Regions from separate parts of the Mus musculus genome. Here all the other regions are linked to region 2. The links are chromatin contacts, called in public HiChIP or PLAC-seq maps. All regions are on one chromosome and are shown on one strand. The core of a region is the stretch at or near the end of the contact, and the rest is flanking DNA. Distances in the headings are between cores, read along the strand shown.

Region 1 (3,034 bases), core at 329-2,828, 580 kb after region 2:
CCCAGGCAGTAAGAGGCTGGAAGAAAGCTCATCTGCTAGCCAGGGGCCAGCTATACCTGCCAGTGCTTTCTCATAGTTCTTGCCCATGGCGATGAAGTTGCGGAGGCTGGGGTTGAACTGCTCCATGATGGTCTGGAAAAGAACAGAGAAAGCAGCGTCACCTCACCACCATCCACCCATAGCTGGGATCCAGGGCTCAGCCTGGATGGGGTCAGGAACACTGCCAACCTCCCCAAGTTGAAGCCCCAGCTCTGCCTGCTGTGAGCACTGCACCCAGGTGTGGACAGGAGCCTTCTGTAGAGGGCTGTCTGCACAGCAACAAGGGTCCTCGCAGGGCCGCATGGCACAGGCAGCACTCACAGCCATGGCTTCTGAGGCACCAGGCTGGCGGGGCTGAGTCAGCCGTGGGAGGCCACCCGTCGGCCACACACAAATGCTCAGCGACGCCCCCCACACCACCACCCTAACTCAACACACCAATTACCAACATCAGCTCTGATTACAGCAGTGCACAGCCTGATTTACAAATACCATGCTATGAACAATCCAACAGGCTCCGGATCTGTTTACACGACGGACTGCAGTCCCTGTGCCAATATCGGCAGTTCTTAGACTCAAGAAATTAGATTTTCACTGCGAAGGCCAAATAAATGTTTTAATTACATGGCATAAAAACAGGCACACACAAACAGCAGCCAAATGAGAATCCTACTAGCAGAATACCCACACTGTCAACAGCCTACGCCAGTCAGGGAAGACCCCAGGAGGAACTTTGAAAGAAAACCTGACCAGACCACATCCTAAGCCATGGGGGACAGTGCCGTACAAGGAGCCCAACTCTTTGAGGATGATGGAAACGGAAGCCACCAGGCTCTATACCAACTCTGTCCAACTGGTGGCCTCATTGAAGAGCCAACACAACAGATAAGAGGGACATTTAAAGGCACCAGGGCCAGTGTCCACAATGGGGCCTGGCTCTGGAAAACCCACGGGTGGATACATTCTATATTGGCCTGCCCTTAAGTATGGCAGGATACCATCAGCATGAGACATGAAGACCCTCCCTCATTCCTGGGAATGAAGACTCCAGCTCTAAGCTACCATTCACTCATCCCTTTCACATGTGGGCCTGGCTTGCTGACCCGTCACTCCACGAAGGCTCCCAGAACACAGGAACCTCACGCAGCAACACTTCTCAGCCAAATCTACAGGGCCGGGGGCACTGTCTTCCTGGTTATCTCTTCATGCTAGCCCAGAGACCACACATGGAAGGGACACTCAGCAACCAACCAATCTCCAGGTCCCATCCCACAACCAGCAACTAGGGAGGGGAGGCAGAAGGGCTCCAACAAAGCTGGAGACAGGAGGGCAGGAAGGACCAGTTGTGACTAAAAAAGGAGGCAGGTAGGCCAGAGCAGTGTAAATGCCCCCGGCCAAGCAAGCAGCCCTGAAGGGGCTCCAGGAGCAAACAGGAGAGGAAGTGAGTGAGTGTAGTAATGTCCCTCAGACAGGATAGGAAACTGGGAGGGAGCGTCTGAGTAGAGCCAAGCTGGAAGCATTAAAAAGGCCCCAGGCTGTAGAGACTCTAGTCAAGGGTCAAACAGGAAGTTAAGAGGAACCTCCCTGCTGATTATGAAGGGAAGGAAGGAGGTTCCCGTCAGGACCCAATTCCTTTGTATACCAGGCAGTGTCTGAGGACAGTTGGGACCTGACTGGAGAGACAGGAGAGGCAGACACAGGGGACAGGAAATTGAGGTGGATGTATATTGTGTTAGGGAATCTATCTGAACTGTGCAATCCAAAGAGTACCTGGGAAGCAGACAGGGGTGTTACATGGCAAAATGCTGAAGAAACTGAGTCTAGGAGTAGACCCACGAGTTTGGCTCTAGGAATGCCCCTGAGGATCCTGGGAGGAAAAGGAGGCTTAGCTTAGATCAGTCCTCTGAGCTTCATTAACATCCTGAATGACAGGAGAATATACCAGAAACCACTCAAGGCCAAGTGAGACAGACCGCTGAGGCACCTGCCATGCCTCCTGTGATGCAGAGGGCAACTGTAAGGTTTCACTTCCTCAATGCAGTTGAGCTCATACAGGAGGAATGCAAGAGGGAGTTATCTGGGCAATGTGGGTGTTGAAGTGCCAGCCAGGACACCTAGGCATGGCCACAGCCTCCACCTGCTCAAGAGCAGCCAGTTAGCCTGGGATGTACTGTGTCTGCTGTCTTGGCCTGAAGGCAGTGGCGGCAGCATGAATGCCATTGGGCTGACACTCTGAGGGAGGCCTCTCCTGGCCATAGAGGACCAGTTTCTTTCCAGGTCTGCAAAGAGACACCTGCCCTGGCTGGAAAAGTGGGCCTGCTCTGAAGGAGCAGGCTTATTTCCAGGCTCCTGGCCAGTGTCCTGACTTTTCTTTGAGTCACTTGGCTTCCAGCTACCTTATAAGGAAACCCAGTGGCTCACAAAGTGGGAATCCATTTGGGGTGTGTGCACATACAGGTGTACCCCCACATCTGCTTATGTCGGGATCTCTGAGCTCAGTCCAACTCATTATTCTAGGGTTCATTTAGAAGCCATTCTGACATAGTAAGCCATACTGCCCTGGTGGCTCTTCCTGCCCCACTTCACCCAGCCCCTCCTGGGTGAGTACACTCCCTGCCCACCAGCTCTAGACTGGCTCCTCATAAGAGAACAAGCTCGTGCCTGGAGCGGTGTGAGGAAGGTGCTAAGCAGAAGCAGTCAGCTGGAAGGGTTTGCTGACCAAGGAAGGGATGCCTTCCTTATCAACACCAAGGAGCACCAAGGAGAAAAGCAGAAGCTGCACTTTTGACCTTGCAAAAAATAAACAAGCTGGGTGCTAAGGGCGCTCTCGAGGCAGAGCAGGTCAGCTCTAAGTTCAAGGCCAAAGTTTCAGGGCACCCAGGGCTACACAAAGAAACCCTATCTCAAAAACAAAAACAAAAACAAAAAACAAAAACAAACAACAACAACAACAACAACAACAAAACCTTAAAAACAAAAGATAAAGAACAGAACA
Region 2 (3,052 bases), core at 264-2,763:
ATCCTTGCATGTACCCAGCATGCATCCTGCCCTTCGTGTGGCCCAGGGGATTAAACACAGCTTCACACGTGGTAGGCAGGCAGGCATCCTATCACTGCTCTATGTCCTCTGCCCTTTAGGGTTTGTTGCTGGTGTTTGTTTGCTTGAGATGGGGTCTCTCTGCATAGCCCTGGCTGTCCTCAAAGTCACAGAGACCCTGCCTCTGCCTCCTAAGTTCTGGGATTAAAGGTGTGCACCGTGACTACAGCAGGTCCCTTTAGCCCAGGCTAGTCTTTGACTTGCTGTATTCTGTAGTTACAGGCGTGAGTTTCTCCTCCTGCCTTCACCTGGCAAGTACTGGAATGACCACATCTGGTTCCTGTATACTAATCCTAGAGCCTGAGCCCCACCCACCTGTGCATTTTCACCCTCTCCAGGAGACTCTGGAGCCTTGTGGCCCAAGGTCCCCTCCTCTAGTCCACAGCTCAACTCTCCCAAGTCTGACCCTCAGTGGTCAGTGTCTTTTGTTGTTTTGTTTTTGTGTCCTCGGTCTCCGCCGTCATTTAATAGTAGGAATATCTACACACCAGACTCTAGGGAAACACGTGCAAGTGATCTTCCTCCTAGCACAGCTCCATCACTCACATCCCTCTGGAACGTTGAGCATTTATATACCTGCCCCACCTGTCAGCATACACAGCAGGGTCACACCTCCTTCATAGTCACACTCCTGTGTCCCTCCCTCCAAGGTACCTGTGCACACTCACACACTGTGCTGGTAGCACCCGCTATTCCTCTGGGGAGAAGGGGACTGATAGGCAGGACTGAAGGAGGGGACAGTACCATGGAGGAGGGAAAGGGTCTCCAGAAATAAAAAGGATGCTGCATGCCTGGGCTGAGCTGGAGACTCCCCCCACCACTGTGGAGCTGTCTGTCATAGTTCATATTCATTGGCTAGGTGAACCTACCTGGCTCCCACCTCTTTCCCTGCCTGAACCAGCCTGCACCAGTTCCCTTGGGGACAGAGATGGGGACAGGGTGAAGGAGGACAAGGGCAGAGAGACTCAGGATGGGGAGGGCTGTCAGGAGGCCCCAAGTGAGCTGCAACCCCCAAGGCAGTCACCAACCCTGAGCTCAGCTGGCGTGAAGGAGAATGTATGTACTCTGGTGCTGGCTTGGAGTGGCTTTGTGCCCACAGCAGGCACCTAGGTGTCCAAGGCTCAGAGTAGAATCAGGATCTGGGGCCTGGCACGTGGAGGTCTGGGATGATCTGCCTAAGGCTGCAAAGTCAAGAACCGTGGTCGCCAGCAGATGCAGCCAACTTTGCAGGCTTCCAGCCCCTTTGTTTCCTGGCAGTCCTAGTAATCCAGACACCCATGGGGCATCGGGGTTACGCCCACCGTGCTCCTCAAGTCCCTCCCTGCTACGCCCAGGCATTGGGAGGGTGGCAGGCTAAGGCCCCTTCAGGCCCCAGTGGTTGGCCTGGCAGGTGAGTCATTCTGTTTACCTTTCCCGAGTGGCCTCCTGTCCCTTCATTTGCTTCAATTAGCCTGGCTCTGCCTGAGCAGCTACAGCCCACGTGGCCTGATGCTGGCTGTGTACACCCCTCCCCCAGGTTTCCTACCAGCAACTGGAACAGAGGTAGCTGGTTGAGTCTCCCCACCCCCACCCTATCTCCACACTCCACTAGGCAGGCATCACAGCAACAGCCAAAGGGACCACCCTAGAGGTTGGCCACAGCCCTTCGTGTGTCCCATTCTGGACTTGTCTCTGCTCAGTAAGGCTCTGGCTTACATGGCTGAGTCGAGAGCCTGTATTAGGCAGACTTCCTCAAACAGCTTAGGTTCAGGGTGATCCTGGAGGAAGTGGGCTCCTACCCCAGAGCACCACGTTAGAGACAGTTCTTTCCTGGGTTGCACTAGCGCTCCACCTGCTGAGTGTGCTGCTCATCCCCGGCCTCCCAAACCCCGTCCCTGGGGGCTTCAAGCCTGCTGTCCACGAGCTGTGCAGCAGCTCCCACTCGAGCTTTTTACTGAAGGACATATCTGGGTACAGGGACCATGTCAACACACATGGGAACACTCAGAGTTCATAGATAACATGGCTTCTCCATCATATCCAACCCCTACTCTGTCACTGTGGCCTGTGCCAGGCTAGGACAGGTTAGGGGAGTGTGCACAGTACAAGCTGCTGTCTTGCTGCTTTGTCTCTTCAGCCTTGGCCGGGCATCTGGCTCTGGGTTGTCCTCTGAGGCCCTTTCTGAACGCAGCCTGGCTAGGCTCCAGTGGAGATTCAGGTGGGGCTGTCAGCCAACCTTGGGAGACTACTGGCCAGCGAGGTCTCCATAGAGGGCACACAGCCAGTCCCACTGCTGCTGCCTGCACTCATAAGCTGAAGTTTCTCACAGGGATCACCATGACAAGGCCCTGCTGGGGCCATGTGGCTGCCATGGCTGCTGGCCAACCTTTCCTCCTGAAGAGCTTTGCCTTCTTGCCATTGCCTCCAACGCCGCATCAGCTCTGCCTGCACCTAGAGGAGCCAGGGGTAGGGCTACTCTGCCAACGCACCTCATTAGGATCTTGTCTGGGCCTCTCTGAGGTGCCCAGCCTTAATCTAAGCAGACCCAGAGCAAGGCAAGTTTCACCTTGGGTTCAGCGGGGCCATTTGTCACCAGGAAAGGCAAGGACCACCTCATACACTGAATTCCCTGAGGACCTAGGGGGACCTGACATCCAACACATGCAACCTTAATAATGGGGATGGAGATATGGTCATACCAGGGCAAGGCCACCCTCAGGGCCAGCTCTGATTGTGTTCCCAGCTTCACCTACCTCCTTGTTGAGGAAACAGTAGAGAACAGCCACCAGCAGACCCTGGAGAAAGAGAGTGGTCAAGGACAGCACTCTGGGTCCCAGGGGTGGGGTATGATGGAGACTCACCTGGAAGGAGCTGAGGAACAGGTCAAAAAAGAGCTTGGTGGAGCGCAGGGTGCCTTGGGCATGCTCGTCAGTCACAAAGGCAAAGACCACCTCGTGGACCCCCAGCAGAGGGATGAGGGTCAGCGTGGACCTGG
Region 3 (2,978 bases), core at 63-2,562, 560 kb after region 2:
TAGAAGTCTCTCTATAGGTTGGTGCTCTCTGACCACATTCTTTAGGCCCAGAATTATAAGTCAATGTCAAGACTGAACAGAAAACATTCCCCTACCCACAAAAGCAGCACATGCCAACTCAAGAAGAGTAGAAACTGGTATAATCAGGCAGTGATGCCCAAGGGTGTACCAAGTTTCTCACAGATTTTTGTTCAGGTGATGGGTGTCAGACCCCACAGGACAACAGTTACCATTCCACATGGGCTGTGTCAACCCTCAGACACAGAGCACAGTGTGTGGCTCAACTCAGAGCCCCCGCTGCGTAGCCTGTCCCCAGACCTTATGGGTATATACGGGGAGATGGGGGGAGGGGAGCACACTGAGACAAAGGCACAGAACAGGGTGTGTATGTGTCTGTGTGTGAGTGCACGCACGTGGAGTTCTGGGCTGGCTGCAAGCTGGTGCTGCGCAGGATCAGCCCACATGATGAAGTTTTAAACTGCATTTTACAAGCAGCTGCAGGAAGACATGTGCAGCGGAGCTTGGGCGTGCACAGCCGCAAGTACTAAACCCCTGGGGGGCCATGGCCACAGCATGCAGGAGAAGACTGGTACACCTACCCACCCTGAGCACCCCCTCTGCAGATGAGGGGACCTCTGGCCAGGGGCACTGACTTGTTCACTGGCCAGCAGGTGCCGAGGAGAGGTTGGGCCCTCGTGGCGGGCTCCATGGCCTCCCACCTTCTCCTTCTCTTGGAAGATCCTCCCAGGTGTACTGTGCTGACAGAAAAGCCTTACTTCATTTTATTTAAAAAAAGATATTAATTAATTAACTTATTTATTTTTGTTTTTTTTGAGACAGTGTTTCTTTGTGTAAAAGCCCAGCCTGTCCTGGAGCTCGCTTTATAGAGGCTGGCTTCGAACTTGGAGATCCGCCTGCCTAGGCTTCCCAAGTTCAGGGATTAAAGGTGTGTGCCATCACCACCTTACGGTTTTTATTTTTATTTATGGTGTTTGTGCACATGAGTGTAGGTACTCTTGGAGGCCAGAAGAGGTCGTCAGATCCCCTTAAGGAGAGTTATAGGCAGCTGTTTGCTGCTGACATGGGTGCCACCCAACCAAACTTGGGTCTTCTGTAACAACAGCATGCACTCTTAACCACTGAGCTGTCTCTCTAGCCCCAGGAAGAGGCTTTTAACCAGCCTCTGCCAGGGCCAAATCCACCCATACCCTGGGGACCTAGAGCTCTTAGGCCACAGCCCAGGTGGACCCTAAACTTGAAAAACCGGATCAGATTGGGAAAGAAGGCCCAGTGTGCCAGAGCAAACAGTGAATGAGGGAGGGTAAATCTTTGCAGACAGCTGCCACCTGATGAGCCTCTCCAGGGAGTGGAGTATCAACAGGGGTGACTGGCAGTAGGTGGCCCATCCCAGGGAGCTGACATGAGAGATCCTGGAGGGAGGGGCAGAAGCCCTAGGCACACCAAGGCAGTGAGTCAGCCTTAGCCCATCAGAGTGAAAAAAGCCTTAACTCAGGAGGGTGAGGATGGGGCTGGGACCAGGAGAGTTCCAGGCCCCAGAATATTTGGGAACTAATAGGAAGAGACCCTCCCCCACAAAGTACACGTGGGTCCCAGAGACAATATGTGACATTTGGGACAAAAGTATAAAAACACAGAGAAACATACCAGGAGACCACGCCCTCCTCAACTTCTACCAACTTACAGTGAGTCAAGTCGCTGAAAGGTCAGCCACCAGTGAGTCACACTGCATTTCACCCTAACGTCTCAGTTTTAAAGATTTCTGGTGCTATTAGTAACTTGGCTTCACATTTGGAGGGTTAGTGTGCAATTCGGTCCACGTGGAAATGTAACCCTTCTTGGGGGGAAGCACAGGGACTGAGGTACATTTACGATGTCCATCTGTGCTGCAGCAGAGGCTAGAGCCCCCCCCCCCCTCCTTTTTGTTTTTGTTTTGTTTGTTTTTCTGAGATAGGATCTCGAGTATTTCAGGCTAGCCTAAGGGTCAAACTCATTACATAGCTTTAGAGAGCCTTGAACTCCTGAGCCTCCTGCTTCTGCCTCCTGAGTACTGGGACCACAGGTGTGCACTACCACACCCAGCAGACTCCCTTTCCACACACAATACTCCATGGGTGGAGAGACCATGTACCTAGGCTGTTTGCCTGCTTTCTCTCGATGGCAAGTCATTTCCTTCACTGACATCTTCGGTTATTCTGGTGCATACTGCAGACCATCTCTCAGATATGTATATCTGAGAGCTGATATATCCAGTATATCCAGCTTTGTAGACTGATCAACTGTTGGATTCAGGACCTCCTATATATATATACACATACATACATACACACACACACACACACACACACACACACACACACACACACACACACACGTATATATAGTTCATTCTATACTTTCTGTTACTCTAAGCCCCAACTCCTGGTACCAACTTCTGTCCTCTGTAGTGTCACTATTGCTGTGATGAGGCATCATGCCCAAATGCAGTTCTGGGTTACTCTGGCTTACACTTCTACATCATCGAAGGAAGTCTAACCCTGAGTTCATTATCAAGTCAGGACAGAAACTAAAGCAAGCAGGAACCTGGAGGCAGGACTTGATGCAGAGGCCGTGGAGGAGTGTTACTTTTTGACTTGCTCTTCATAGCTTGGCCAGTCTGATTTCTTATAGAACCTTGACCATCACCACCCACAACGGGTTAGGCCCTCCCTTATCAATCCCTAATCTAAACAAACTGCTCCCCAGAACATTTCTCAATCAAGTACTCTCCTCTCAGATGACTATAACTTGTGCAGCACAACTGTTTGTGGGTTCGTGACAGCCTTAAGCACAACCTGAACACGACCAGCCTTCCTGGTGTACACTCTTTTTAACATTCTGTGTATGTGTGTTGGCTGAATGTATCTATATCTGTGCATCACATGTGTGCTGGTGCAGTGGAGGCCAGAACTGGCTGTTGA

Evidence for each region. HiChIP or PLAC-seq counts read pairs in DNA pulled down with a chosen protein or histone mark.
Region 1: a FOXA1 HiChIP or PLAC-seq map of pancreatic cancer cells shows a contact between it and region 2. The contact joins two enhancer-like sites. A contact is called at or near these places in 1 of 39 promoter capture datasets (cranial neural crest) and 1 of 115 datasets of contacts at active chromatin or transcription factors (pancreatic cancer cells).
Region 3: a contact with region 2 is called in an HNF4G HiChIP or PLAC-seq map of pancreatic cancer cells. The contact joins two enhancer-like sites. A contact is called at or near these places in 1 of 115 datasets of contacts at active chromatin or transcription factors (pancreatic cancer cells) and 1 of 9 other capture datasets (pancreatic islet).

What each region holds. Positions count from the first base shown.
Region 1 is chr11:119,954,200-119,957,233 of GRCm38.p6, reverse strand. Baiap2 (brain-specific angiogenesis inhibitor 1-associated protein 2) reads right to left here. Exons shown (of 14, transcript NM_130862.4): 2 at 57-132. Among named protein-coding and RNA genes, the nearest start is that of Gm11767, 13 kb to the right of the region's middle. Within about 2 kb of position 1,578, at least 135 of the 459 cell types and tissues checked have an H3K27ac peak or open chromatin away from gene starts, as enhancers often do. A contact at or near this core is called in pancreatic cancer cells, where this site is marked.
Region 2 is chr11:120,537,917-120,540,968 of GRCm38.p6, reverse strand. It overlaps Gcgr (glucagon receptor), which reads right to left. Exons shown (of 14, transcript NM_008101.2): 12 at 2,919-3,052; 13 at 2,811-2,852; 14 at 1,985-2,508. The coding sequence ends at 2,272. Among named protein-coding and RNA genes, the nearest start is that of Gcgr, 8.7 kb to the right of the region's middle. Within about 2 kb of position 1,513, at least 119 of the 459 cell types and tissues checked have an H3K27ac peak or open chromatin away from gene starts, as enhancers often do. A contact at or near this core is called in pancreatic cancer cells, where this site is marked.
Region 3 is chr11:119,974,690-119,977,667 of GRCm38.p6, reverse strand. All of the region lies in intron 3 of Baiap2 (brain-specific angiogenesis inhibitor 1-associated protein 2), which reads right to left. Among named protein-coding and RNA genes, the nearest start is that of Gm11767, 33 kb to the right of the region's middle. Within about 2 kb of position 1,312, at least 111 of the 459 cell types and tissues checked have an H3K27ac peak or open chromatin away from gene starts, as enhancers often do. A contact at or near this core is called in pancreatic cancer cells, where this site is marked.